Regions from separate parts of the Anser cygnoides genome. Here region 2 is linked to region 1. Evidence: chromatin contacts called from public Hi-C data. All regions are on one chromosome and are shown on one strand. The core of a region is the stretch at or near the end of the contact, and the rest is flanking DNA. Distances in the headings are between cores, read along the strand shown. Region 1 holds the start of GARS1 (glycyl-tRNA synthetase 1). Region 2 holds the start of CTDSPL (CTD small phosphatase like).

Evidence for each region. A called contact is a pair of places that touch in the nucleus more often than the background predicts.
Region 2: a Hi-C map of liver shows a contact between it and region 1, with 2.4 times the contacts expected there. The contact joins the promoter of CTDSPL here to the promoter of GARS1 in region 1. A contact is called at or near these places in 4 of 7 Hi-C or Micro-C datasets (granulosa cells and liver).

The regions. Positions count from the first base shown.
Region 1 is chr2:5,132,101-5,137,669 of Taihu_goose_T2T_genome, reverse strand. It overlaps GARS1 (glycyl-tRNA synthetase 1), which reads left to right and starts at 2,820. Exons shown (of 17, transcript XM_066991401.1): 1 at 2,820-3,049. The coding sequence starts at 2,840.
Region 2 is chr2:5,264,413-5,269,981 of Taihu_goose_T2T_genome, reverse strand. CTDSPL (CTD small phosphatase like) reads right to left here and starts at 3,303. Exons shown (of 7, transcript XM_048062258.2): 1 at 3,127-3,303. The coding sequence starts at 3,202. It overlaps LOC106036870 (a long non-coding RNA gene), which reads left to right and starts at 3,795. Exons shown (of 4, transcript XR_007162747.2): 1 at 3,795-5,569.

The sequences.
Region 1 (5,569 bases), core at 1,571-4,070:
AAGAAAAAGAAAAAGAAAAAGAAAAAGAAAAAGAAAAAGAAAAAGAAAAAGAAAAAGAAAAAGAAAAAGAAAAAAAAAGAAAAAAAGAAAAAGAAAGAGAGGAAAAGTCCCCGAGGAGCCGGGTGGGGGCGGATTTGGGGGCTCGGGGGCCCCTTGGCGGAGCCGGGGGTGGCGGCGGGGAGGCCGCGAGGGGCCGCTGCCATCTAGCGGCACCCGCCCGGCGCTGCCTCTGGGGCGTTATTTATTATTTTTTTCCCCCGTTTTTCGCCCCAAAAGGAACCCCCGCCCCCTCCACCTCCCCGACCCGGTGCTTCCAGGGCTTCCCGGGGAGTCGCGGTCCCTCTGCAGCCCCCAGGGATGGGGACCCCCAGGAAGGGCACCCCAAAACCAGGGGCTGGGGGGGCTCGGCTGCTCTCTGCGCCCCCTGCCCCAGGGGTGCTGTGTGCAGCTCTGCGTGGCAGCACGCTGAGGAGCTTCGTGCGCTGCCCCACGATTTTGCAGCCCCATATGTTTGCAACCCCAATGCATTCGCAGCCCTGTGCCCTTGCACCCCATGTGTCTGCACCCCATGTTTTTAGCCCCATACATTTGCAGCCCCATATGTTTGCAGCCCCATATTTTTGCAGCCCCATATGTCTGCAGCCCCATACGTTTGCAGCCCCATACGTCTGCAGCCCCATACATCTGCAGCCCCATACATCTGCAGCCCGGTTTCCCCACAAAACGCCGCCCGGTTCCCTCGGGGTGCTCTCCCCGTAGCCCCACGCCAAGCCGGCAGCCCCGCGCCAGAGCCGCTTCCGAGGAGGTGCGGCAGCGAGACGAAAACAGCAATTTGCAGCCAGGCAAAAATACCAATTAACGCCGGCAACAGGAACGCGTCACGCAGCACCGGCAGATAAATAAATACCCGGGCACGTTCGGTAGGAGGTCGGGGCTGCAAACGGGGGCGAGGAGCAGCCAGAACCCCCCTTATCACCCCAAAATCACTGCTGGGACGAGCACGGGGCTGGGGCACCTGGTCGATCGTTGTTTTATTATTATTATTTTAATTTTTAGTTTTTAATTTTTGCTCTCATTGGGGCAGAGCCGCCAGCCCCGGGGCCCTGCACGGTTCAGGGGCGGCCGGGGATCAGGGAAAAGCAAACCGCGGCCTGGTCCAAAACCTACAAAGCTTTCACAGCAAAAACACCGCAGCAGGCTGGAAAACCAACACAGCCCCCCCCAGGGCGGCCCACAGCGCTCCGGCCAGGGGCTGCCCCGTGCTGCTGCGGCGCTGGGGGTGCAAGAACCCCATTTTGGGGGTGCAGGAACCCTGCTTTGGGGTGCTAGGGGCCTGCTTTGGGGGTGCAGGAAACCCGCTTTGTGGGTGCAAGAGCCCTGCTTTGGGGGTCCAGGAACCCTGTTTCGGGGGTTCAGGAGACCTGCTCTGGGGGAGCAGGAGCCCCGCTTTAAGGGGTGCAAGAGTCCTGCTTTGGGGTTGCAAGAACCCTGCTTTCGAGGGTGGAAGACCCTGCTTTGGGGATGTAAGAGCCCTGATTTAGGGGTACAAGAGCCCTGGTTTTGGTGTGCAAGAGCCCTGCTTTAGGGGTGCAACAGCCTTGCTTTTAGGGTGTAACAGTCCTGTTTTGGGGTTGTGAGACCCCTGCTTTGGGGAGTGCAAAAGCCCTGTTTGGGGGGAGTACAGAAACTACACTTTGGGGGTGCAGAAGCCCTGCTTTGGGGGTGCAAGAGCCTTACTTTGTGGGTACGGGAATCCCACTTCAGGGGTGCAGGAACCCTGCTTTGGGGGTTGAAGAGTGCTGCTTTAGGGGTGCAGGAGCCCTGCTTTGGAGGTTGAAGAGCCCTGCTTTTGCGGTGCTAGAGCTCCGCTTTGGGGACACAAGATGCCAGCTTTAGGGGGTGCAAAACCCCTTCTTTGGGGGTGCAAGAGCCCTGCTTTAGGGGTGCAAGGACCCCACTTTAGGGGTCGAAGAGCCCTGCTTTAGGGGTGCAGGGGCACCGCTTTGGGGGTGCCAGAGCCCTGCTTTAGGGGTTGAAGAGTCCTGCTTTAGGGAACAAGATCCCTGCTTCGGGGACACAGGAAACCAGCTTTAGGGGGTGCAAAACCCCGTCTTTGGGGGTGAAAGAGCTCTGTTTTACGGGTGCAGTGGCCCCACTTTACGGTTCGAAGAGCCCTGCTTTAGGGGTGCAGGGGCACTTGTTTAGGGGTGCAAGAGCCCTGCTTTAGGGGGTGCAGGGGCCCCACTTTAGGGGTCGAAGAGCCCTGCTTCAGGGGTGCAAGAACCCCACCTTGGGGGTACAGTAACCCCACTTTGGGGTGCAGGAACCCCGTTTTAGGGTGCAAGCACCCCACTTTGGGAGTACAGGAACCCCACTGTAAGGGTGCAGGACCCCCACTTTGGGGTGCAAGAACCCCGTTTTGGGGTGCAGGAACCCCACTTTGGGGGGCAAGAACCCCACTTTGGGGTGCAAGAACCCCGTTTTGGGGTGCAGGAACCCCACTTTAGGGGTGCAGTAACCCCACTTTGGGGTGCCAGCGCCTCACCCGAGGGGAGCAGGAGCCCCCCACAGCCCTCGGGGCTCCCCTCAGCGCCCCGCGCATGCGCCGCCCTCCCCTTCTCCCAGGCGGCGCCTCCCCTCTCCCTCCCCGCGTGTCGAATCTGCGGCGCCGGCGCCGGAAAGAAAAAAAAATAAAAATAAAAATAAAAAAAAACCACGAAAGTGCTGCGGCGGGGCGGGCGCCACCTTTACCCGGGCGGGATTTCATCAGGCGGGGGCGGGGCTCGCTCCCCCCCCCCCCCCCCCCCGTTGCCCCCCCCCCCCCCCCCCCCCCCCGCCCATGCCGCGGCCGCCCCTGAGCGCCGTGCCCGCGCTGCGCCGCCTCGTCCCGCTCTGGGCTCCGCCGGTACCGGCACCGGGCCGGCCACCGGGACCGGCATCGGGGCTGGGACGGGCTCACACACCGGGAAAGGCACCGGCAGCCGCCCTCATGGACGGCCCGGCAGCCGAGGGGGTGCTGGCGCCGCTGCGGCAGGCGGTGCGGCATCAGGTAATGGGGGGTTTGGGGGGGTTGTGGGGTTTGGGGGGCTGGGGGGAATTGGGGGGGTCATGGGGGTATTGGGGGGGAGTGGGGATGGGGGGGTATGGGGGGGATACGGGGGTATGGGGGGGAGTGGGGGAGGCAGAGGGATATGGGGGGGAAACGGGGATTTGGGGGGGACTGAGGGGATATTGGGATTTGGGGGGGAAAGGGGGGTATAAGGGGATTTGGGGGGGTTATGGGGATGGGGGGGTGTGAGGGGGATACGGGGATTTAGAGGGGAATAGGGGGGAATGGGGATACGGGGGAGAGTGGGGGGATGCGGGGAGGGAGGGGACTGGGGGGGCTTTGGGGGGAATGAGGGGGAATGGGGAGGCTGGGGGGGACACGGGGTTTAGGGGAGACTGGGGGGACACGGGGATATGGGGGGATAGGGGGCGTAGGGGGACACGGGGGTATGGGGGAGACTGGGGACACACGTGGGGGTGTGAGGATATGGGGGCGACACAGGCGGGGGGCTGTGGGGATATGGGGGGGACATGGGGATGAGGGAGGATGGGGGGATATAGGGATACGGGTGGGATATGGGAGGACAGGGAGGACACGTGGATATGGGGATATATTTGGAGGTACGGGGGTGCACACGGGGCTGAGGAGGGGGTCCTGGTTTCAGGTGGTACCTGACGTGCCCCTCACCTCACTGAGGGGGGATCCCTGCTGTCCCAGGGGGTCCTGCATAGGGTCGGGGCTGTGTGACAGACCGACATCCCCCTCTCCGTGGCCCAGCAGTGGCCCCCTGGGTCCCTTCTGCCCCAACTGGGTGTGGGGTCCCCCTGTGCAGCAACCAAAGCCTTTCCCCACAGCCCCACAGGGCCCTGCCCGCCCCCATCCCACGGTTCAGGATTTGGGGTGGCTGCAGTGCCCTGCACACCTCCCCCACGAGCCCGCAGCGAGGGCTCCCCGTGGGTCTGTCCCGAAACCCCCTCGGTTTGGGGTCTCTGGGGGTTCCCCGTGTGTCGCCCACTGGATCCGGGTGGCAGCCTACGTGGGCTTTCCTCCCCGCGTCTGGAGCCAGGGCCTCCCCCTGCCATGCTTTTAGGGCCCCCCTTGCCATGCTTTAGGGCCCCGTGGCTGGCTCTCGGTGCTGTCTTCAGAAAGCAGCCTGCAGAGGTTTCCTCATCCAGCAGGGTCATGTGATGACTTCCCTTTAGAAATGACTTCGTGCTGGGTTTTGGGGGGTGATTTACCTTTTTTTAATAATTGCGTATTTGCCCGATGCAGTGAGGAATACTAATTTCTTTACGCTTTGGTCGTTCGATCATCCTTAAACATCGTAAAGGTGGCTGTGCCCTGGAAGCTGGGGCTGCACACCTTTCTCCTTCCATCTCCTTGGCACGTGAGGCTATTATCTTGAGCTTCCTTCTGCCCTGAGAAGGATTTGCTCGTCCTTTTATTTCGTAAGTGACCCTCGATCTCGGTACCCGTGCTGCGTGTCCCTGGGATTTCCCCGTACCTCCACGTGTGGGTTCCCCACCGGGCTCCTTCGGGTGGCCGAACCCGTAGTCTTCTGCTCGGCTGCACGCCCGGCTACGTGTGTGTCCCATGTGCTGGTGGATTTGTGCGTGTTTCCCCATTAAACGAGTGGATTTACGGCCCTCTAATTACACCGGCGCTTCGGTGAGGTTTTAGTATGAATCATTGTGCAGCATAATGCCTTGGCAGGGGAGCTCCTTGTAAAGAAAATGATGATCCCTAGGACCAGCTGATGTATTTACTGTAAAATCCTGCGTCTTGGACGCTGCCGTTTGCCCTGTTGGTACCGGTGCCCCCCTTCTTTGTGCTGGTGGGACTGGAGCAGAAGCGTGGGGTGCCGGGGAAAGGTGTGCGGGTGAACACGTCGAGCTGGGGCCGGGGATATTTCACGTACAGCTCACCACGGTATCTCGATGAGATGTTTGCACGAGAGCTCAGGGAGGAAGGGCGATAAGCTGAGACGTTACAGTACAGTGGACCCCATCTGCCAGCCCCTGGAGAAGCGGAGAAGAGGCTTTAATTAAACCAGAGGGACTCTTAACCTCCGGAGAGGAAGGCGAGCAGCCCCGTCTTCTTCCTGCAGCAGCGCCTGATGCAATAAGCTGCCGTGATCCAGGGGTGGATCCCTCTCTGCTTTACTGGTCCGTGGGACAAAGCTGCAGCGAAATTTGCCACATCGAGTGCTGCTGTGCACTCCTCCTCTGGGCTGGGCTCGGAGCTTTAATTAGATCGAGTCCTGTCAGCAAGCATAATTGCTTGCCTCGGTTGTGTGGTGTTTTTTTTTTTTTCTTTTTCCTTTCTTCTTGCCTACGTCTGAGTGCTCTTTCGCTTAGGGATCAGGACAAAGAGTTGCTGTGCGCTGCCTCTAGATGCTCAGCCGTGAGCAGGGTGATGGCTCTGAGTCAGCAGCAGCTGCCTTGCTGCCGCCTTGCTGCTTTTTCCACTGCCGACCCCCCCTTAGCTCAACAAAGGCGATTTGGACCTCTTATTTTAAAA
Region 2 (5,569 bases), core at 2,054-4,553, 130 kb before region 1:
GACCACCACATGCATTTCAAAGCAAACATTATAATAATAATAAAATATGGTTGTAGCAACTTTCTGTGCTCAGCTTTCATTTTGACAGACAACTAAATACAGTGCACCACCATGTGGCAATATATTAAGGAATGGTTCATGTGCCAAGACCTGTTTTTTTCCACTTTCTGCAATTTTGACTATTTGTTAAAAATAAATAGCTCCACCTTAGTATTAATAAGCTTCTCTTTAATGAGTTATCACAGCTTCACTTATCTCAAAAGCCCATTTTTAATACACCTGGATTAGCAAAAAACTATTTGGACATTTTTATTTGTAAAGCACAATATTTACTTAAAAACAGAGAGCAGAAGTGCCCCATGATGAGAAAAGAGCTCCTGCCAACTGTGTTCCCTCCCTTCCACGAAAGTAATTGAGCATATACTGTACGTAATGCTCCTTTTAAAACATAAATACAGATTTAAAACAAACAGAGTCAAGCTAAACACTGCACTCACAGTTGATTAAAAGCTTCAGAAATATTGAAAAGAAAAAAAGCACTTCCAGGTACACACAGACATTATTTAGCAGCTACCCTGCTATTGTAAAACTGCTTCTCTCCAGCTTAAGGAGAAGAAAAAAAAATCCACTTGTCACAAGAAACACCACGGAATCTCCCCCAAACCCTACAAAACCCAACTCCTGAAGCCACTACGTGCCACTCGGGATCCCGGAGCACATTTCTGCAGCCAAAAGCTGAACGCAGGGAGAAGCAGGTTTTCATCAAGCTGGACAGCCTTTGCTCACACAGCACCGCGCTACGGTAATTCACGCTCTCACAAAACTGCAGACGAACACAGGCCCAGGCGATACGTGCAGTAGTTAAATCCAGGGTTAATTCGTTATGCCTCGATGTGCGTTAGCCATTTTGTGCCATAATTTGGGCTCAGCCCGAGCTAGCAGCGCACGCTCCCCCTGGGCACCGCTGCTTCTGAGCCTCTCCGTTCATCTCGGCTTCAGACACTCACAGCTCACCAGACCTGGAGGCTCTGCTAAAACTTCAGCAGTCTCGCAGAAAAGCAGGCGCAGGGAAGGTAATGCAATGGGTTTTTGCAAGCTGCGTGCCTCGGCAGCGGGACAACCTGTAGCAGAAGAGGTAAGGGCAGCAGCGCTCCTTCCCGAGCCCTGGAAGCAGACTTGCAGCGCTCCTTCTGCAAAAGTTGCTCCGGCACGATCCGAGTCCCATCGCACAGCACGTACTACCACGCTGCGAAGCAGTAAAATCAATCCAAAACAAAAAAAAAAAAACAGCAAAAAATAATCTACCTCCTGTGTCGAGCTCGTGCTGAAGTTGGCTCTGGTCTGTGAAAGTCCAGCCACCCTTCTCCCTCTCCCCCCAGCCCACCCTCGCCCGCACGCAGCCTGCAAGGCCCCTGCTATGCAATTAAGCCCATCGTGATTTTCTGCTCCAGACAAGCCACCAGCAAGAACACAATGCGTATTATGCAAGTTACTGCATAGTTATGCAAGTTAGATGCATATTTTCGCTACGCAGCGCAGCTCGCTGTACTGAGGGCTCTGAAGACACTTGTTTGATGGGGATGCTTACTCTTATTTTCAGCTGTCAATTTTTCCCCCCCGATTTCTCTCAACTGGCTTTTTTTTTTTATATTCAGACTCCAACCAGCTGCCAGCACTGTTAATGAAGCCCCTCCAGCACTTGCAATAACACAGGCCGTTCAGACCACGGCACCATCTGAGCACCGTGTCACATCAATCTGCTCCAAAATGGGTCTGGGGAGATGTCGCACGCACAGCACCAGCCCTGCACCGCTGCGGGTACCCCACGCTCAGCACCACCGAAAGGAGAAAACGTCGTAAGTCTCCAGGGACAAGCAAGGCCTCGGAGTGGAAGTATCACTTCTCAAGTGCTAGGAGTCTAAAAGGGAGCTATGCGAGCGCTCCTGTACCAAAGCAAACGATATTTTTTTGGTAGAACGCCCCTCTCAAGTCCCTAACGGCGCAATTTGAAAAATACTAATAAATCTGTCTCCATCCTCCTGCAGTTACCGTGCACGAGGTGAGAGGACCGTGACTTTATGCGAGCCTTTCGTCGCAAGTAACCGGGAGCAACTTCTCCAGCCACCCCTCACCACTTCTGTGATAAACCACACAGAAATGGAAGCGCTCTGGGTATCAAGAGCCCAGATTTTAGGGGGAAACCTATCATTCCTAGCAGGCCACTTGGAGGTCTACGACCATGCCTCCCAGACAACACCGCCACACGCTTTGCTTGCGCACACGAGCAATTTCTGCCCTTTCCCCCCCACTTATCAACACTGCCTGCAACAAAGCACAAGCCTGACGCCCAGAACACTTCCCAAACCCAGCACCCCATCCCCAACGACCCCAACCACGCCACTTCCACGGCACCTTCATCCCGCCAGCACCGCGGGGCGCGATCCGCCAGGACGCGGCTGCTCAGTCCGAGACCCCTCCGAGCTTCCAAAAGGAAATGAGGTTAAGGGCGCCCGTCGACGTCTAGACTTTGGAGGAGAAGCAGCTCCCTCGGCCAAGCTGGATTCATCTTATTTTGGAGCGAAAGGCAGCCCGAGCGCGACGCTTTACGCAAGCAACAACTGTTTATCTGCCCAGCAGCTCCGACCGCCAGCTCTCAGCAGCAGCCCACATTTCTCTCGGCGGCGCGCAAGTAGCTTTAGGAAAAAAAACCCTACAGATTCTCGAACGTGAGACGGCGAGAAATAAAGGAAAGGAGGATAGAAATCCCCCTTTTTTTTTTGGTGTTGTTTTTTTATTTTTCTTCCCCGTTCTTTTGAGGAAAAAGAAGCGCTGAGGTTTCAAAGCCTTCCAGCAAGCCCAGCGCAGGTATCCTTCCTTCCTTCCCGAGCGGGGTGCGCGCTGCACTGACAGCCAGCCGAAGTTGCATCGCCGACCCTCGCGAAAGGAGAGCGCTTAATGAAATCAACCCACTAATTAGCCCCCCTGTTCCCCCCCCCCCCCCCCAATTCCCGAGCCCCTGGCAGAGCCCTGTGCTGGCATACCTCGCCCTGAGCTCCGGGCAGGGGGGGGGGGAAGGGGTCGGTGGGGGATCCCAGGGGTCGCCCGGCGCAGATTTCGGTGGCTCACCTTTATCCTGAGCGCAGGACAGGATCTCCTCCTCTTTGGGGTTAGTCACCTGGGTGATAATGGACGGGTTGTCCATGGAAACAGAGGGAGATTTCACCCGGCTATTTCCCTCCCGGAGGCAGAAGCTGGCGTTGCGAGGTGGGGGGGGAGTGCGGGGGGGGGGGGGGGGTTGTTTGTTTGTTTAAAAATCAATATGCAGATTTCAAAAAAAAAAAAAAAAGAAAGAAAAAAAACCACTCCAGGAACGAAGCCAGGCGGGGGGAGGGGGGGGGGGGGGGGGGGGGGCACCGCGTATGGGGCCCCTCCGGCCCTACTGCTGCTGCCTCCTCCTCCTCCTCCTCTTCCTCCCTCCTCCTCCTCCTCCAGGCGCCAATTCCCCACGGAGGAGGAAGGCCGGGGGGGGGCGTGAGACCAACCCCCCCCCCCAAAAAACGAAACACCCCAAACCCTGCCTCCCGCCGAGCGCTGCCGCCGCGCAGCCACACGCAGCCGCCTTCCTCCTCCTCCTCCTCCTCCTCTTCCTCCTCCTCGTCGGGAAGTGCCCCGGCCCCTCGGCGAACTCCCCCCCCCCCCCCCGCCGGCCCTTCCTCACACCGCCCCCCGCATCCACCTGAGCTTCCCCCCCCTCCCCGGCTCCCGGGCCGCCTACATGCCCCCGCCCCGCTTATCTCATCCCGCCTTCCTCCTCCTCCTCCTCCTCCTCCTCCTCCCTCCCCGCGGGCTCTCTCTCCCTGCTCCCCCCCCCCTCCTCCTCCTCCTTCTTCTTCCTCTTCCTCCTCCCGCCGGGCGAGGAGCCGCGGCCGCCGCTTCGCCGAGCGAGGATGAGGAGGGCAGCGCCGAGGGGAGGAAGGCAGGGCAGGGGAAGGGAAGGGAAGGGAAAGGAAGGGAAGGGAACGGCCCCGCCCCGCCCCGCCCCCGCGCCGCGGGGCGCTCCAAGATGGAGGCGGGCGGCGGGCAGCGCCCGGGCCCCGCTGCGCGGTAAACAAGGGGGCGGGGCTACGGGGAGGGGGCGGGGCTTGCCCGAGAGGGGGCGGGGCTTCGCGCCCAAATGGCTTCGCGGGAGGGGGCGTGGCTAAAGGGCGGGGGCGTGGCCGCGGGGCGGAGGCCGGCGGGCGGAGGCCCTGAGGGGGGCCCCGAGGCTGGGAGGCGCCGGGGAGGCGCTGGGGCCGGGGCCGGCCGCCGTCGGGGCCCCGCCGCCATTTCCTCCCTCAGCGCGGCTGGGCGGGCGGGGGTCGCCTCGGAGGGCGGTGTGAGGCGTGCCCGCAGGTGGCCGTGGAGCGATCCTCAGCCGCACGGCTGTTTTCGTATCGGGGGCGCCCCTGGCAGCTTCTCGCAGTGAAAATACGTATTTTTTTAGTGTCTTGAAAGCCTGCCTGTCTAGGAATTCCCGCTTCAGTGCAGCAGGGTGAGGGATGCCACGCACAAACCCTGCTTCCCCTGTCCTCCCGAGTGCCTGCTGCTAGGGGCTGAGGCACGGTGCTGGGCAGGGGAAGCCATCCACAGAACTGGCTCTTGCGTGGGGCCGTCAGAGTAAATAAAAATAAAGAAAACCTTTAGAAAACAGTATTGGTGGTAATAAGTAAGGAATTGCAGCCATGTTGCTTTCCCAGAAAAATTAAAACACGTATTTCCAATGTATATACAAGTCTATTGCAGCCTCGCAATAAAAAGGACAGATATTTTAAATTCCATTAACTAATTGGGGAAAATCCTTTTGTAACAGCCACAGACCCAGGCAATGTGAGTTTTTGCAGCAGTGGTTACGACAATCTCTTTTGCTCTGAGATGAGAAAACCACAGCCTGCGGTTCTGCACACACATATATACGTCTATAATGTAGATAGCTCTGAACAGTTTTAATGAATAGGGTCAAAAATGAGGCAATTCAACTGCCCGGCCAGGATGCAGAGATGATCATTGTGTTTATTTCTAGCAAGAGCATCCAGTTGCTGTCATTGCAGTGGTCTACCGTAAAGGGAGGCAACAGGCCTGGCCTCGAGGAATTTTTAATCTGCAGCAGTACCCCATTTAGTTTCTGAGGAAAAGTACTTAAAACTCAGGGGCCTTGTTTCGCTCCCAGTGAGTATATTCCTACAGTCAACATGTTCAAATACCTCGCTGCGAGTCTTCAAATCGCTGCATTTGTTTAATGCAGAAAAGGGTTGTTCAAAATCTAGCTGTGTTTTCTCTCACAAAGCTAACACTCCCTAGGCAGCAGTACATGCAGAGATACCAGTATTGCAGGTTTCTGGGACTTGTATTTTAGGTTTGCCCGTCCTCGTCTTATGACAAACACTTGCACAGGGAATGAGTGCAATGCCACTGCTTGCATTGCTTCCAATTGTGCAAGTTTCAACCTGTTGTTTAGCTTCGGCTTCTCCAGACAAGAGTCTTGCAGTTGCAAACAGTCCCTTACAGGTTAGATCGGCAGGAGCAGGAGCTA